Regions from separate parts of the Ovis aries genome. Here region 2 is linked to region 1. The links are chromatin contacts, called in public Hi-C maps. All regions are on one chromosome and are shown on one strand. The core of a region is the stretch at or near the end of the contact, and the rest is flanking DNA. Distances in the headings are between cores, read along the strand shown.

What was found. Hi-C and Micro-C count contacts between places; a contact is called where the count stands out from the background.
Region 2: a contact with region 1 is called in a Hi-C map of liver, with 3 times the contacts expected there. The contact joins two enhancer-like sites. A contact is called at or near these places in 2 of 16 Hi-C or Micro-C datasets (liver and tail adipose tissue).

The regions. Positions count from the first base shown.
Region 1 is chr20:10,428,493-10,436,306 of ARS-UI_Ramb_v3.0, forward strand. No RefSeq gene overlaps it. Among named protein-coding and RNA genes, the nearest start is that of PXT1, 27 kb to the right of the region's middle. Within about 2 kb of position 2,734, at least 27 of the 54 cell types and tissues checked have an H3K27ac peak or open chromatin away from gene starts, as enhancers often do. A contact at or near this core is called in liver, where this site is marked.
Region 2 is chr20:10,757,093-10,764,906 of ARS-UI_Ramb_v3.0, forward strand. It overlaps CPNE5 (copine 5), which reads right to left. Exons shown (of 21, transcript XM_027958670.3): 13 at 3,614-3,667. Among named protein-coding and RNA genes, the nearest start is that of RAB44, 63 kb to the left of the region's middle. Within about 2 kb of position 4,444, at least 4 of the 54 cell types and tissues checked have an H3K27ac peak or open chromatin away from gene starts, as enhancers often do. A contact at or near this core is called in liver, where this site is marked.

The DNA of each region.
Region 1 (7,814 bases), core at 1,484-3,983:
GGAGTCCCAACCATTGGACTGCCAGGATCCACCCTTTCCTGACCAGGCCACACAGTCCCAGACCCGCCCTGGGCTTATCAGCCGGGAGCTGACCCGCTTCCCAGGATCAGTCAGAAAAAGGACCTGACCCATGTGTTCCCCACCTCCCGGCGGAAACTGCACTCACTGCCCTGCCTCTCGGCAGAAGGCCCCTCAGGGCATCTCCTGTCTGGCCTCTCATCCTCAGTCAGGGCACCTGACTGCCCCATGCCCAGGCCTCAGTACTTGTGTTTACACCTCTCCACAGAGAAATCTCCTTTGCCCCAGCTATCCAAATGTTTGCAGACCTTGTCTCTCTTATTCCAGCATTTCAGCCTCAGAGTTACCTGTCACCACTCAGTCCCTGCAGAGGCCAGAGATTCTTCCTGGAAGGAAAGAGTCTAGAGAAATCACAGGGATAAATACAGAGTGCAGCCAAGCCTTGCCTGTGCTGATGCCCAAAAGGGTGAAGAGGGTGAATGATTTCTGGTGAGAGTTTTAAAGTCCCCCAAGTAATAGATCATCTGTGAGCATACTGTGTCTTCCTGCTCATTCTAAATGCATGTCATCCCAGAACTTTAATGGGGGAATTTATCTCCGAAATATGCCAAGTGGGGCTTATGTTTAAAAAACAGTATCGCAGTACCTCTGAGGGTTTACACACACAGCAAGGATGCTGTTTGTTCAGACACTGGCCGAGAGCTTGCCAACAGAAGCCTTGGCCACGACCCTCCTCCCACAGGTGAGCCTCGTCAGGTGCCCAACCCCATCGCAGAATCCTAGATTGGCCGAGGGCCTGGCAGGCAGCTGGCTAGAGATGCAGACAAAAGAGAACCGCCCAACAGCCAGGGGCCACCCTGGAGCGTGGCCTCAGAAGCCTGGTCCAGCCAACAGCATCTCCATGCCAGGAGCCACACACCACGCCTGGAGCTCTGCTAGGTGGGGATGTGCCAGGAAACCGTGAGTTAGAAGGAGACGTGATGGCAGGCGCAGTGAGAGCAGCTTTGCGCTGAAAACAGTTTCTGTTCCCACTGCTGCCACCGGCTTGGTGTTTGGTCTCCAGCAGGTCAGCCTGGGCTTTCTCACCGGTGGAGAAGTGAATTGGATGCCAGCTTATTGAGTTTTCTCTGAGTTCGAGGTGCCTCTTCCAGCCCCATGGGCACCTCCCTCCCACTTAGGCACCTAGTTGTTTGGGGTCCTCAGCTGATGCAGGTGTAGTAGATTTCCACCGGTCCTTTCCTAAGGGAAAGCTGGGAAGGAGGGTGTGGTCTGTTGCAGAGACGGATCTCCCCGCACCTGGGAGGACAGGACACGCCGTTCCCCTTTAGCTCCTCTGATAGCCCACCCCTGTCATGAGCAGGTGAGTGCATGTGGCTTCTTCCCAATCGTGGTGCAAAATGTAGAATTTCTCACAAAGAAATTTGACTTTAATGAGAGGGTAGATCATGGGAGAGAATAATTAGACAGTATACACATGCCAGGGTAATTTTAAATCAAAGCTTTTAGGCCAAGTTATCTTAGTTACTGCATTAACTGTTGTCAGCTAGCGGTTTCAATAACTGTATTATCAGAATGCCTGGCAGTGAAATTGCTTTCTGCAGCCTGTTCATTGTGACCTCAGAGTCAGTGCCTGGGCTGGCGTTAGTGTGTGAGTGTGTGTGTATGTATGTGAGAGAGAGAATATGAGTGTGTGTGCACACACACTGGGGGGAGGGGGCTTCTTCCTGTTTTTTTCCTACAGTAGTACCTTGTGTTTATTTATTATGTATAATAATTTGTATCTCCTAATCCCAAACTCCTAATTTATCCCTCCCTCCTTTCCCCTTTGCTCACCTTGAGTTTGTTCTCTATGTCTATGAGTTTGTTTCTTTTCGTGTAAATGTTTTTTAGTGTCATATTTTAGATTCTATATGTAAGTCATACCATATGGCGTTTGTCTTTGTCTAACTTACTTCACTTAATATGATAATCTCTAGGTCCACTCATTGCTGCAAATGGCGTTATTTTGTTCTTTTTTCATGGCTGAGTAATATTCCATATTAGTTGTATACCGTATCTTCTTTATCCATTCATCTGTCGATGGGTATTTAGGTTGCTTCCATGTCTTGGCTATTGTAATTAGTGCTGGTGTGAACACTGAAGTGCGTTTCGAATGAGAGTTTTCCCTGGATATATGCCCAGGAGTATCACTGCCGGATCCCATGGCAACTCTATTTTTAGTTTTTTGGGGCACCTCCATTCTGTTCTCCATAGTGACTGACTGATTTAAAGCCAGCTCATGTGATTTCAGGCGATGCTGATTGATTTAAAGCTGACTGACTTAAAGTAGTGGGGTGGGCTAGGGAGGGGCAAGTGACCTGGGAGGCTTTGAAAGAGAAATGCCCCCCTCCGCAGGTCACTTCTTTGTGCTTGGAGGGAGATGAGGAAGCAATCAGGCAGCAGATTGCCCGGAGCTGGGGAGGGAGGGAGGGGGAAGGGCTGGGGAGGGAGGGAGGGGGAAGGGCTGGGGAGGGAGGGAGGGGGAAGGGCTGGGGAGGGAGGGAGGGGGAAGGGCTGGGGAGGGAGGGAGGGGGAAGGGCTGGGGAGGGAGGGAGGGGGAAGGGCTGGGGAGGGAGGGAGGGGGAAGGGCTGGGGAGGGAGGGAGGGGGAAGGGCTGAGAGCGGGCCTTAGAGCAGATGGTCACTGGAGGGCGCCAGAGCGCCAGCAGAGCCTCTCGGGCCGGCCCTCCAGGCTGGGAAAGGAGCTGGAGCCGGGGCGGGTGGAATCCCAGGGACGTGCCCAGAGAGGAGGGGTTGGGTACCGGGAACTTCTACCCCGGCCCAAACTGCCTCGCCTCACAGAGGGCCCAGAGGTCTACCTTCAGCACCCGATGGGGACACTTCCAGCTTGGTCGGGTGGCGCAGTGGTTGGGCAGCCTGAGAGGAAGCCTGCGGTGTGACTGCCCTTTGTTTCCCCGGAGGCGGGGCTCGGCCCAGAAATACTGGGTTTGACTCCTGGGCTTGCAGTTTCTAAGCTACAGGCCTGCGTGCGTGTTGGCATCTGGAAAACGCGGCTGTGGTCGTGAACATGGAGCAGGCAAAAACCCATCCCTTCCCATCTGAGCCTCTTCCTCTTCCCTCCCCCCGCCCCTTTCTAGGGGGATCGGACCTAAAGCCAGATCATGTGACTTAAAAGGGATGACTTCGTTTTCTTCCAATTTTTAAAAGACAGTGGGCCATTTTCATGGGCCCCTAAAAGTATGGAGGCCCCTGCACTGTGCCTGCGATAAGTCAACCCAGCGTTTCCGTTTGCGTGGTGCGTCTCCCTAGAGCTCTTCATCACTTCCCCACCCCCAGCTGCGTGAGAGTGGAAGGTGCTCAGGGCTCATCAGGTCCAGCCTGACAGGTAAGAAAACCGAAGCAGAGGAGAGAAACGACTGTCTGAGGCCACCCCTCGACAATGACAAGGACTAAGCCAACCTCTGACTGCCAGGTCCCAAACCAACACAAAAGAGAGAACTAGTTTTCCTGTTTGGGAAAAAAAAAAAAAAAAAAGATCTGCATCATACATTCCTTCGTTTATTCCAGCTCCAGCCACGTGCCAGGCACCATGCTGCTGCTTGGGACAGGGCACAGAGTGCGGCTGGCAGGAGGGACTCCAGGAACCAATGACTGTCACAGTCCTCACCAGCGACGCAGACGAAAAGTGCACTGTGCTACAAACAGAAAGCTGAGCAACAAAACCCAGCATGGGAGGAAGAAGAGGCTTCCGTTATTTATTTGAAGACCTAAGAAAGAAGAAATGTCTGAATTGACCCAAAAATTATTTAAGGGGAAAAAAAAAAGGAATAGAAGTGAGAGTTGGCCTTTGTGGTACTACAAAACCACATAATCAGGATCTGATGGTACTAACCAAAGATTGACAAGTATCACTGGAAAAGAAGAGGGTGCCGTATATGTGTGTGTGACATTAATTTAGTGGGGAAGGATAGCTAATTTGAGGTATGATAAAACCACAGCTGGCTCTCTACCTGGAAAAAAATCTGTCTTTGGACCCTCACCTCCCACCAGTCACAAAAATCAGTTCCAGATGGATTAAGGCCTAATGAATTGAACAATAAATAGCAACCCTAACAGAACTGGAAATAGAAAACCATGTGCCCTGAACAAGGGTAGCAGAGACTCAACCAGGACAGGAAACTCAGAGACTGTAATAAAAAGTGAAGCACATATGTGACTGCATTAATTTTTATACGTGTGTCCAAAGATACCATAAACAAAATGAAAAGAGGATGGATTGGGGGGAATTCCAAAATTTCCCGTTGCAATGCAGATGGCAGATAAAATGCCTGCGGGCTTCCCTGGGTGGCTGAGTGGTAAGGAGTCTGCCTGCCAACCCAAGGAGACACGGGTTTGATCCCCGAATCCTGGGAAGATCCCGCATGCTGCGGGGCACCTAAGCCATGTGCCACAACCACTGAGCTTGTGCTCTAGAGCCGGGGGCGGGGCGGGGTGGGGGGGGCCGCAACTACTGAGCGCACGTGCCACAACTGCTGAAACGTGTGCTCCCCAGAGCCCGGACTCTGCAACGAGAGAAGCCACTGCAATGAGAAGCTCATGTGCCGCAACTGGAGAGAAGACCCAGCACAGACAAGTAAATACATTATTTAAACAGTAAAATGCCTGTGACCGGTCAAGAGCATCTCTAAATTGATTTTTTTTTAAAGACAAAGAACCTTCCCAGCAGTTCACAGTGCAGCAGGATTTATCAACCTCAGCACTGTAGACACTGGGTCTCACAGCCCCTTGCTGTGGGCGCTTTATAAGATACATAGCAGCATCCCCGGTGCCTACCCACTAGATGCCAGCCTCACCCCTCCCCAACTCACGAGTTGTGATAACCAAAAATGTCTGCAGACGTTGCCATATGTCCCTGGGGAGGGAGAAAAAACCGCTCAGTTGAGAAGCTCTGCAGTAGAGCGGATCCACTAATAAACATGTGGCAGGATGCCTCAGTAGTCAGGGACAGGCAGAGAGCAGAATCAGATGTCATTTTAATGATAACACACCTATTCCTAGCATGAATGCAAAGAAAAGGATGTGTGGAGGATAGCAGTAGGACTTTAGAGTCTCCAAGGGAGATCAGTCTGATAATGCAGAAGGGAGACACAAAAAGTTACTTGCCGGGGCTTCCCTGATGGTCCAGTAGTTAAGAATCTGCCTTGGAATGCAAGGGACACAGGTTTGATCCCTGGTCTGGGAAGATCCCACATGCTATGGAGCCAGTAAGCCCAGGCTCCACAACTACTGAGCCAATGCTCTCGAGCCCAAGAGCAGGAACTACTGAGCCCACGTGCTGCAACTACTAAAGCCCACTTGCCCTGGAGCGCGTGCTCTGCAACAAGAGAAGCCATTGCAATAGAAAGCGTGTGCACTGCAACCAAGAGTAGCCCCCACTCACCACACAGAAAGCCTGTGTGTGGCAGTGAAGACCCACACAGCCAAAAAATAAAATAGTTAATTTTTTAAAAGCTGCATGGTGTAAAGCTCAGAGACTGCGTGTGGTGTCATGCAGGTGTCAGGGCAGGCCTGCACAGGCAACCAGGACTGCCAGGAACTCTAGGGACCAACTGCCAATTGCATTTTGAATGTGGTTCCCTATTCTGTGATATTTGAGACCAACAGCCCCCAAATTCAAAACTACAATACCTGAGTCAGAGGGGTCTGGTTTTCTGTATTTGGCTGGAGGGTGGGGACGAATTCCACTCCTTTCTGGCTGTTCTGCCTCCATAAAAATACAAAAACTATGCTGAGAGGGAAACCCCTGAATTTTGCAGGCATTATCAACCTCAGATGTGGTCCTCCCAGGTCCAGAGAGACGGGCAGGAATTTCCCTCGCGGTCTCTGAAGGACCTAAGGTCACACACAACCCCTAGTAGCACCTGAAACTTTGAAGCCTGTCGTCTTCCTGGAATGTAGTTTGTTTTTTCTTTCATTTCCACATGCTGACTCCTACCCTCACCTTTCATTCTCTTGCAGTCAGCACCTCCAGTCCAGTGATAAGTAAAAGGGACTTTTTTTAGTCTACAAATAATAAGTGCTGGAGAGGGCGTGGAGAAAAGGGAACCGTCCTACACTGTTGGAGAGAATGTACGTTGGCGAAGCCACTGTGGGAAACAGTATGCAGGTTCCTCAAAATACTAAAACTAGAATCGCCATATGATCCAGCAATCCCACTCCTGGGCACATACCCAGACAAAATTCTAATTCAAAAAGATACATGTACTGCTATGTTCACAGGAGCCTTATTTACAACAGCCAAGACACGAAGCCACAGTTATGTATATATATAAACTGAATGTTAAATGTTCCCCAGCCATTAAAAAGTATAAAATAATACCATTTGCAGCAACGTGGATGAACCTAGAGATGATCGTACTAAGTGCAGTGAGACAGACAAATACCATATGATAGCACGTACGTGTGGAACCTGAAATATGACACGAATGATCCTACCTACAAAACGAAACAGAGTCACACAGAGAACAGACTTGTGGTTGCCGAGAGGGAGGGGCTTTTGAGGAGGGAAGGATTAGGAGGTTGAGATTAGCAATAGATGCAAACGATTATATACAGATGGATAAACAACAAAGTCCTACTGTACAGCACTGATAACTGTATTCAACATCCTGCAATAAGCTATAATGGAAAAGAATATGAAAAAGAACATATATAACTGAGTCACTTTGTATACAGCTGACATTAAACACGACATTGGAAATCAACAAAGAGAATTTTAAAGGGACTTTTCTGTTCCTCACATGTTCAAAGAATATTAGGTGAAAAGTTTTTCCTACAGGACTTGTGCCCCAGGAATGGCCCAGGTTCTAAGCACGAGGTCAGCCAGCAGAATCTGCATCAGGCCCTGAGGTGAGGAAGGGGCGGAGGGCGGGCCGCCCTGTGCGCTGCTGCTGCCGCTGTGGTTCAGCCATCAGGCGCTCACCTGCACTGCATTCGGAGCCGCTGGTTGTCCCTCAGGAAGCTCCAGGGGCTGCGGCTGCTGGGCCCTAGCCAGCACTCCTAGGCACTCCTAGGCCCTCCTTCCCCAAACCCCGAACTTGACCCCCAAAACTGGAAAGCCTGATGGGATGGAATCTCAAATAGTGCCAGGTGCTGTGCGCTGGGGTTCCAGCTGAGCAGGTCCAAGGAGTGCTCTAGTAATTGGTATCCTCCTGGGAAATGAAGGAGAGGGAGCAGCTTCCACGCTCACAGGGTCGGCTTGGGGGAGGCAGGGGGCTTGCCCCTGTGGGAGCGGAGTCCCAGAGTGCCCGAGGGCTCACTGGCAGGGAGGCACAGGTCTTGCTCGCTCCCCTTTCACGGGTGGGCAGCACTCCTCAGGGGGCAGAGGTGGTATTCTGTGAGATCTGCAGAGCCAAGGGAAGCCCTGGTTGTGGTCTCGCAGCAGCAACAGACCAACTTCATGTTCATCTCTGCAGACGCGGAGGGCGGGAGCCTCCCGGGCTGTCCACCCAGACCAGGCGCTTCTCGCCTTAAGGGTGAATGACCTTTACACCTCCGACCCCACCACAGCCTCCCTTTTGGCCCAGATGCCACCGTTAGAGAGGCTGTGACGTTCTGACCTAGACCCAGGTACTTAGTGGGTTCCAACTGCCACCTTTTCACAGCCCCCAGCTGCTCCAGGTGTGGTGCCCACCTGCCCATCCCCCGTGTGTACCTGCTTCAGCTCCCTCTGCCTTGAGGGGAAGCGAGGGAGATTGTAACACCTAAAGCAAACCAATACACGTGGAAGAAAAGGAG
Region 2 (7,814 bases), core at 3,194-5,693, 330 kb after region 1:
GCCCTGTCTCTGTCGCTGGAGTACAGGGGCTCAAGCCGAGGAACTGAGTTTTCTGTTAGTGGACATGGGTGTAGAGGGAGCAGCGGGGTCCTCCAGACACAGGGCTAAGATCTGTCAGTGCTGACAAGCTCCGTGCTTCCATATTAATCCTGAAGGGCTTCCCTGTTGGCTTAGTGGTAAAGAATCCACCTGCCAATGTAGGAGACCCGGATCGATCCATGGGTCGGGAAGATCCCCTGGAGTAGGCAATGGCAACCCACTCCAGCGTTCTTGTTTGGAAAATTCCATGGACGGAAGAGCCTGGTGGGCTACAGTCCATGGGGTCGCAAAGAGTTGGGACAGGACTGAGCACGCACATATGCTTTAATCTTGAAATACGCCTCTTTGGTTTGCGCTTGTTTTAAACCTTACTTGTCCCACCTCATTCCTCTAGCATCGCCCATCTCTACCTTCTCAGACCCAAGCCCCTCCTAAGTAGCCTGTCCTTTCCCTGGAGGTAACTAAGCACCTGAGGCCCTCTTGCCTAAGCAGATGCTGCTTGACCTATGCCCCTGGCAGCTTTGGCATCAGCTTTCCCAAGACAGGCAACTACCTGGCAGTGGGTTATGATAATGATTTAGGATCGTGGAGACAAATGAAAGCTTGGCAGTTCAGTTCAGTTCAATTGCTCAGTCGTGTCCAACTCTGCGACCCCATGGACTGCAGCACCCCAGGCCTCCCTGTCCATCAACAGCTCCCGGAGCTTGCTCAAACTCATGTCCATCGAGTTGGTGATCGCATCCAACCATCTCGTCCTCTGTCATCCCTTTCTCATCCTGCCTTCAATCTTGGCAAAGTCAATTAAATGAGGCAAGAATGGGGCGGGGGACACTTTACCAGGGTCAGAGAATTCCACTCTAGGATTTGTAGCGCCCCCTACTGGTACAGATTCAGTCATCTTTATCAACTCGGTGGGGAGACCAGGGAGGGCTTCCCCTTGACAAAGCGGATGAGCATTAGCCCAAATGATGGAGAGTCTGTGAGTACTGAGTTGGGCCTTGGAGACCCCCATTCGCTGTGGACGGACAAAGCCTCCCTAGTGTCTAGGAGTGGACTGTGGCAGTGGCCTCTCCTCTATGAACATTAGACTCCACGGGAAGCTTTCAAAACATCTTGTGGCTGGACTGAAGACCCCAAACCAATATCATCAGGCTTTCTGGAGTAGGGATATGGCTCTGGTTTATTTCTGGCTCCTCACTTGAGTTTAACATGCAGTCAGGGTTGAATTCCACTTCAGGCCCTGGGATGAAGCAATTAATTGCTGAACTTGGCTGGCCATATGAATTGACTCAGGGACTTGGTACTCAGAGGGTGGTCCCTGAACAGCAGCATCAGCATCACTGGATAGAAATGCAGACTCTTGGCATTTCAGCAAGATCCCCAGGAAATCCTGCACATAGCAAGTAAGGTCTGAGAAGCACTAAATATAGATTCCTGGGCTCCCAGCCTGGGTTTCCTAAAATGGAACCCCAGGGAACTGGCCTGGGCATCTGTATTTTAATAGGGATCCTGAACCCTGAGTGATTTTTTTTTTTTTTAATGGTAAAGATTGGGAAATGCTGGATCAAAGGAAAGTCAGGAGACCTGGGCCTAGCCCTGCCCCTTCCCTAACTCACTGTGACCTGAGGCATCATGTCCCCTCTCTGGGTCTCAGTTTCTTTATCACTAAAGCAAGAAAGCTGGATGAGATCAGTGGGTTTCATACCTTATTATTATTATTATTATTTTAGCTGTACATCTAATATTTCTTAGCTGGGGAAGGTGCTGCCCTCTCAAGGGGCATTTGGGAACATGAGGGAGAGCTTTGGGGTCTCACAATGACTGGGGTTCTACTGCTAGCTATGGGCTCAGGCCAGGGAGGCTAAGCATCCCACCACATATGGGGAAGTCCTGTAAGACAAAGAATTATTCTGCCCCCAATGCTGACAACATCCCCACTGAGAAACCCTGCACCTTTGGACAAAGGAAGTATTACTCCATGTCTGCATGTGAAGCAGCTATAATCAGAGAAGTGGTGGTCAGCAGAGTCCAGCTTACAGTCCTGCATCTCCCATGTGTCTGCCACAGCCACCCTGTGCCTTCAACAGGGTAGGGATGATATATTAGACCCATTTTACAGATGGAGAAAAGGTTCCTGGGAGGAATCCTGGGGGCCCCTGCCTGTGGCCTCGTCTGGTCTAGAGTTGCCGTTGGCCTGACTCAAATGGCTGCGTTTGGCTGTATCCGCTCTGGGGCAGTGGCCCTCTAGAGTGGGAGGGACATGAAGGGCGCAGACTTGGGTATGTTTGCGCTGCTAAGACATCGGTTTGTTCTATAAATGCTTTGGTGGGCTCCACCTCAGGGCCTTTGCACATGCTGATCCCTACAGCTAGAACTCTTTTTCCTTGATATCCTTAATACTTAACTCCCTCACCTTGCTTAAATTTCTGCTTAAAGGTTATCTTCTCAGAGAAGCTTTCCTTGGCTATTTTATATAAAATAGCAAGTTTGGGCCCTTGCATTCTCTATTGATTTATCTCACTATACTTTTAAAATTAACTTCTATTGGAGTATAGTTGCTTTACAATGTTGTTAGGTTTTTCTGTATAGCAAAGTGAACCAGCTATATGTTTACATATATCCCCTCTTTTTCAGATTTTCTTCCCATTTAGGTCACCACAGAACCTGTGTTATTCAGTAGGCTCTCATGAGTTATCTGTTTTATGCATAGTATCAATAGTGTGTATATGTAAACCCCAGTCTTCCAATTCATCCCAGCCTTCCCCCTTGGTATTTGTTTGTTTCCTATGTCTGTCTCTATATTTGCGTTGCAAGTAAGATCGTCTATGTCATTTTTCTAGATTCCACACTTCACTATACTTTGTTTCCACAGCACCCCCAACCACCTGGCACACACAGGTATTTGCGGGAGCACTTGTCTTCTGTCCCCCACCCCCCAACCTGACAATAAGTACCAGGGGGGCAGGGATTTGCATCAGTCTTATTCCCTCTTGCCCCAAACAGTGCCTGGCACTTGGGAGCACACAGTAAATATTTGTTGAAGAAATGCAGGAGTGTGCTGAGGATCAGCCCCCGGAAGCCGCTGGGCCAGTGTGATCCCAGGATGGTCTTGGTTAAGGAGGCCGTGTCCACAGCAGCTGCAAGCTGCAGATTTAACTGTTGTGCTCACTGCTCTGTCTACCACCTTCCAGCTCTGTGACCTTGGTTGAGTCACTTCCCTGCCTGGGCCTTGGTTTCCGTTCTTGTGACGAGGGGATGATAATGCCTGCCTCTTAAGGAAACAACCTGTGAAAAGCACCCCAACGGGGAATTTCCCAGAGTAAGAGCCCAATAAGTTCGAGTCCTTTTCCTTCCTGCAGCAAGAGCCCCCCACGGGAGTTTCTCTCTGGGATTTTTCATCCTACATCACAGGGCCCGTCCCCCCGGACCCCCACTGCTCCGTCAGCCCCACTCCTCCCCACCCCCAACCCCCAGGTCTGGTTCCCACACCCTGCAGCAAAGCCGCACAGACCACCAGACCTAGCTCGGGGCTCAGGAAGTCTACATCCGCCTCAGAGAGGGAGTGGCTACTCACTGTGCCCGAATTCACATATTTCTTTTTCTTCATTTTCTTTTTTGGGTTTACCACCTGCCGAGGAAAAAAACACACACACACAATAAAACCCAGTTACCAGGTAAGAAGGAGCGCTTCTGCAGGGGCTGGGTGTGGCCCTGGGGCAGAAGAGAAGGAGGAAGCCAAGGGTGACTAGGGAGACGCAGAAGGAAGAAAGAGCTGGAGCTTAGGCCCAGGTGGGAAGTTCAGGTGGGAGGTCTGGCAAGCTGTGCAGGCAGGAACGGGGGAGAGAAGTCTGGCGGGACAAACCCAGCACAAACCTCAGAACCGCCACAGGCCTGAAGGCCACGCAGAGGATCTGGTGCTGCCTGGCGTGTTCGTAGGACGACAGTTCCCTAGGCAAGCTGCTGAGACGGGGGCACATTGCAGCCCCGAGACTACACTGTTCCTGGATCTCTCAGTCTGTCCCATGAGGGTGTGGGGCTTCTAGTATTTACCGCAACTCAAACATCTACTCCAGAGCAGCTCTCCCACCAGAGGGGAATGCACATGGACTCTTGGGGGTCTGGGCATCACCAAAAGACCTGGCCACAAGCATATGTCTTTGAAGTCATCTGTTATCTTTAAATTAGCCTGTACCACATGCACTCTCTAATTATAACTGTTTCAATATTAAAGCACTGTTTTGTTCTCAGATCTTCCTGTGAAGTGGGCACTGAGAAAACATCCTGTTTGTTCTGGGGTTTCCACCACCACTGGGCATGCACACCCCCTCCCCCCCTCCCCATGTACCAGACTCTCCAGCCTAAGCGGCCCCAGACGCCGTGCAGGGGACCAGCGCCCCCTAGGGGCCAGCAACCTCCCCACTCCCGGGCTGGAGTTCGAAGCTTTCTCCTCTCTCTCCTCACGTCCCCAGCGTCTTCAGGGTCCCCAGGGCTGGTAGGGGGTCTGCCCTCCTGTGCAAGGAGGCACTGAGTGGCTCCCAGGACCAGGAGCTCTGCGGGCTCTGGACACAACAGTGAGCGAGACATCGTCCCCACCCCTGAGGATGTCATGGTCTTTGGGGAGGGGGGGTGGGGAGGGGAGGGAGGAGGGGGGAGGGGAGGGAGGAAGTATGATAAGGGCTGCCCAGGTGTCGCTAGTGTAAAGAACCTGCCTGCCAGTGCAGGAGACCTAAGAGATGTGGCTTCAATCCCTGGGTCAGGAAGATTCCCCTGGAGGAGGGAATGGCAGCCCACTCCAGTATTCTTGCCTGGAGAATCCCATGGACAGAAGAGCCTGGTGGGCTACAGTCCACGGGGTCACAAAGAGTCAGACACGACTGAAGCAACTTAGCACACACGCACACACATAGTATGATAAACAGGTAACAGGCCTGCTTTTAGTGGGGGAGGAGGGAACAGGAGCACCCTCTTCAGACTTGGTGGGTGTGCAGGTAGGGCCTTCCTGGGGGAGGAGCATCACAGGCTGTCTCTGAGGCCCGGTAGAGGCCCAACCAGGTCAAGAAGAGCAAAGGGAGCCCCGGGGAGGCACCAGCACAAATGAAGCCACAGAGACCGAGCCAGATGGAGGTTCAGAGAGCCTCAGATGGCATAATGGGCTGAAAGCGAGGGTGGGCAGAGGGACGGGGAGCGGGCCAGACCCCAGGGGCTCCTAGAGCTGTGATGTATACGGCCGCTCATACACGCCCCCACCTCAGCTGCACAGACACTGCAGGTCGCGGGGGCTTGACCCTCTTGTGAAGGAGCTCGGCCTTTCCTTGTAGGTAAAGGGCCCTGTCGGACATCAGTTGGGGTGGAGGCTCCCTGCTCCCTGGGGCGAACCAGGCTGAGACAGCGGGTGAAGTGAACAGCCAGGTAGTAAGCAGGGCAGCAGTGTGGTCGATTACCATTTTGTAGGCAGCTCTGGGTTACTGAGTAGAAGTGGAAAGGCCATTAGGAGGCTGTCGCAAAGCCCCCCACCCCCACGGGGGAGATGGTGATGGTGGGGGTGGACAGGAAGGAAGGGGACAAGCCTCAGAATATCCAGGTGGCAGGAGGAGCAGGACTCAGCCGTGGACTGGGTGTGGGATGCGGGGCAGAAGGCATCAGGGATGCCTCCCCAGGGGCCGTGGTCCCCACGATGATGGCACAGGAGGGGGAAGCGGCTGGCCAGAGGAGAGGAGGGCGGCAGGGGCTCTAGCCGGCGCATTCAGTTTAGGAGGCTAAGTCTGAGGAGCGGCCACATACAGCTGGGCATGTGCGATGGACACCTAGGCTGACGCCAGAGCCTGAGATGAGGGTCTTTCCTGGCAGAAGCCTATTCCCTCTTCAGGCACTTCAGACACTAGAAGGGCCTTCCTGAGCCCAAACCAGCCTCCCAGAGATGCCCTCCACAGTGCCAGGCCTGCCGCTCGGCAGCCAGAATCTAATTCCTTTTCTACCTGCCGGCGCTTCCAGTGTGTGAGACAGCACTTTGGCTTGCCAGTGCTGCAGTTTCTCTTGTTTGCAAGGGAGCAGGGCTCAACGACCGAGAAAACAAGTCGATCTAACCTTTCCTGCTTTAAGCCTGAGAGATCGTGGCCTCATCTGAGCCTGTCAAGCACCCTTAGAAGGCCAGACTCCAAGAGATCAGACCCCTTCCCTTCCCTTCCCTAAAAATTTTCTTAGAGGACTCTAGGGAGTTCCCTGGTGGTCCAGTGGTTGACTCTGTACTTCCAATGCAGAGGGTGGGGTTTAATCCCTGGTTGGGAAACTGAGATCTCATGAACCGTGTGGCATGGCCAAAAAATGAGTAAATAAGAGTCTGGAGAGGGGCTTCCCTGGTGGCTCAGGGGTAAAGAATTGCCTGTCAATGCAGGAGACATGGGTTCGATCCCTGATCCAGGAAGATCCCACATGCAGCTGAGCAATTAAACTCCTGCGTCACAACTGTGCTCTAGAGCCCACGTGCTGAGAAGCCAGTGCGCCACAACTAGATAGAAGCCCACACAGCAGCAAAGACCCAGCACGGCCAAAAATAAAGGAATTAAAAAAAAGAGTCCAGAGAAAGACGGGGCCTGCTGCGTGGGTGGGAGAAAAGAGACAGCTCCGTCCTTTGTCCTTGCCGAAAACAAAGCAATTAACTGTGAGTGTCAGAGCTCCTACAAAGCAATTCATCCATGTTCCATTCTCACAAATAGCCTTGTTGAACTGAATTCAGCGTGGGTGTATAAGAAGCACCTACTGTGTGCCTAGGAGGACCCAGGCCAACGTGAATAGGGCAACAGAAAGGGCTGTCACTTAGTCTGCCCTTGGGGTGCTTTGGTCCAGCTGGAACACAAGACCTGTCCACTCGGGACAGAGATACAGGCTGAGGGAGCAACGTAAAGAGGGACTCAGAGTCGGTGATGGGAGTCAAAGCCAGCTCTGCGACTTCACTCGCTGAGCGATGTGAGGACAGGGCCAGCTCGTAGGACGGTTGTGAAATGTAAATCTCCTGGCACCCAGGCTCTCGACAGATGATACTAGGAGATAGCACTGACGTAATGCTCACCAGGGGCCAGGCGTGGTTCTAGTAATTTAATTCTCAGTGTGCACGGCACAGAATGGGGCAGGAGCTCAACCAGGGTCACCCAGCTTATACACGGTAGAGCTGGGATAGGAACCCTGGGCCGTAAACGAGGGCTACAAGCATCTGCAGTTCAGTGTCTGGCATGAACTGTGCTGTCCATGGAGCTGCCTCACTTCTGTGGCAGAGAGCAGGGCCTGAACTGGATGTGTGAGGCTGGGAGCGTATCCCAAGGGAAGAGCGCATGCAGGTGGAGGCTCAGTGTAGAGACTATCCTGAGGGCAGACGCTCTTATCTGCCAAGAGACTGGGCATCTTGTCCAAGGTTCCCGTCTAGATGGAGGCACCCCGGCTCCTGTCCCTCTCTTTCCTTCTAGGACAGAGAATACATTCTGCAGGCCCTGCAACTGCTCCGATGAAAGGCAGGACTCAGGACCTCAGGTCTGGAGGCAGGAACCTGCTGATACTGGGCCCCACCTCCCGCCCCACCTACATTTCTCTCCCCTTGCGTGGTTGGAAGAGCTCTCTTTGGGGCTGGGGGTATGGAATATAACTCAATGATCTGGAGTTAGATAAACTTAGATCATTGGCCTCTTCTGCCACTTTCTGAACTTGAGTCAAGTCCCCTTACTTCTTGGAGATTCAGTCTCTTGAACTGTGAAATAGGACAATAACACCCACCTCACAGGAGAAGA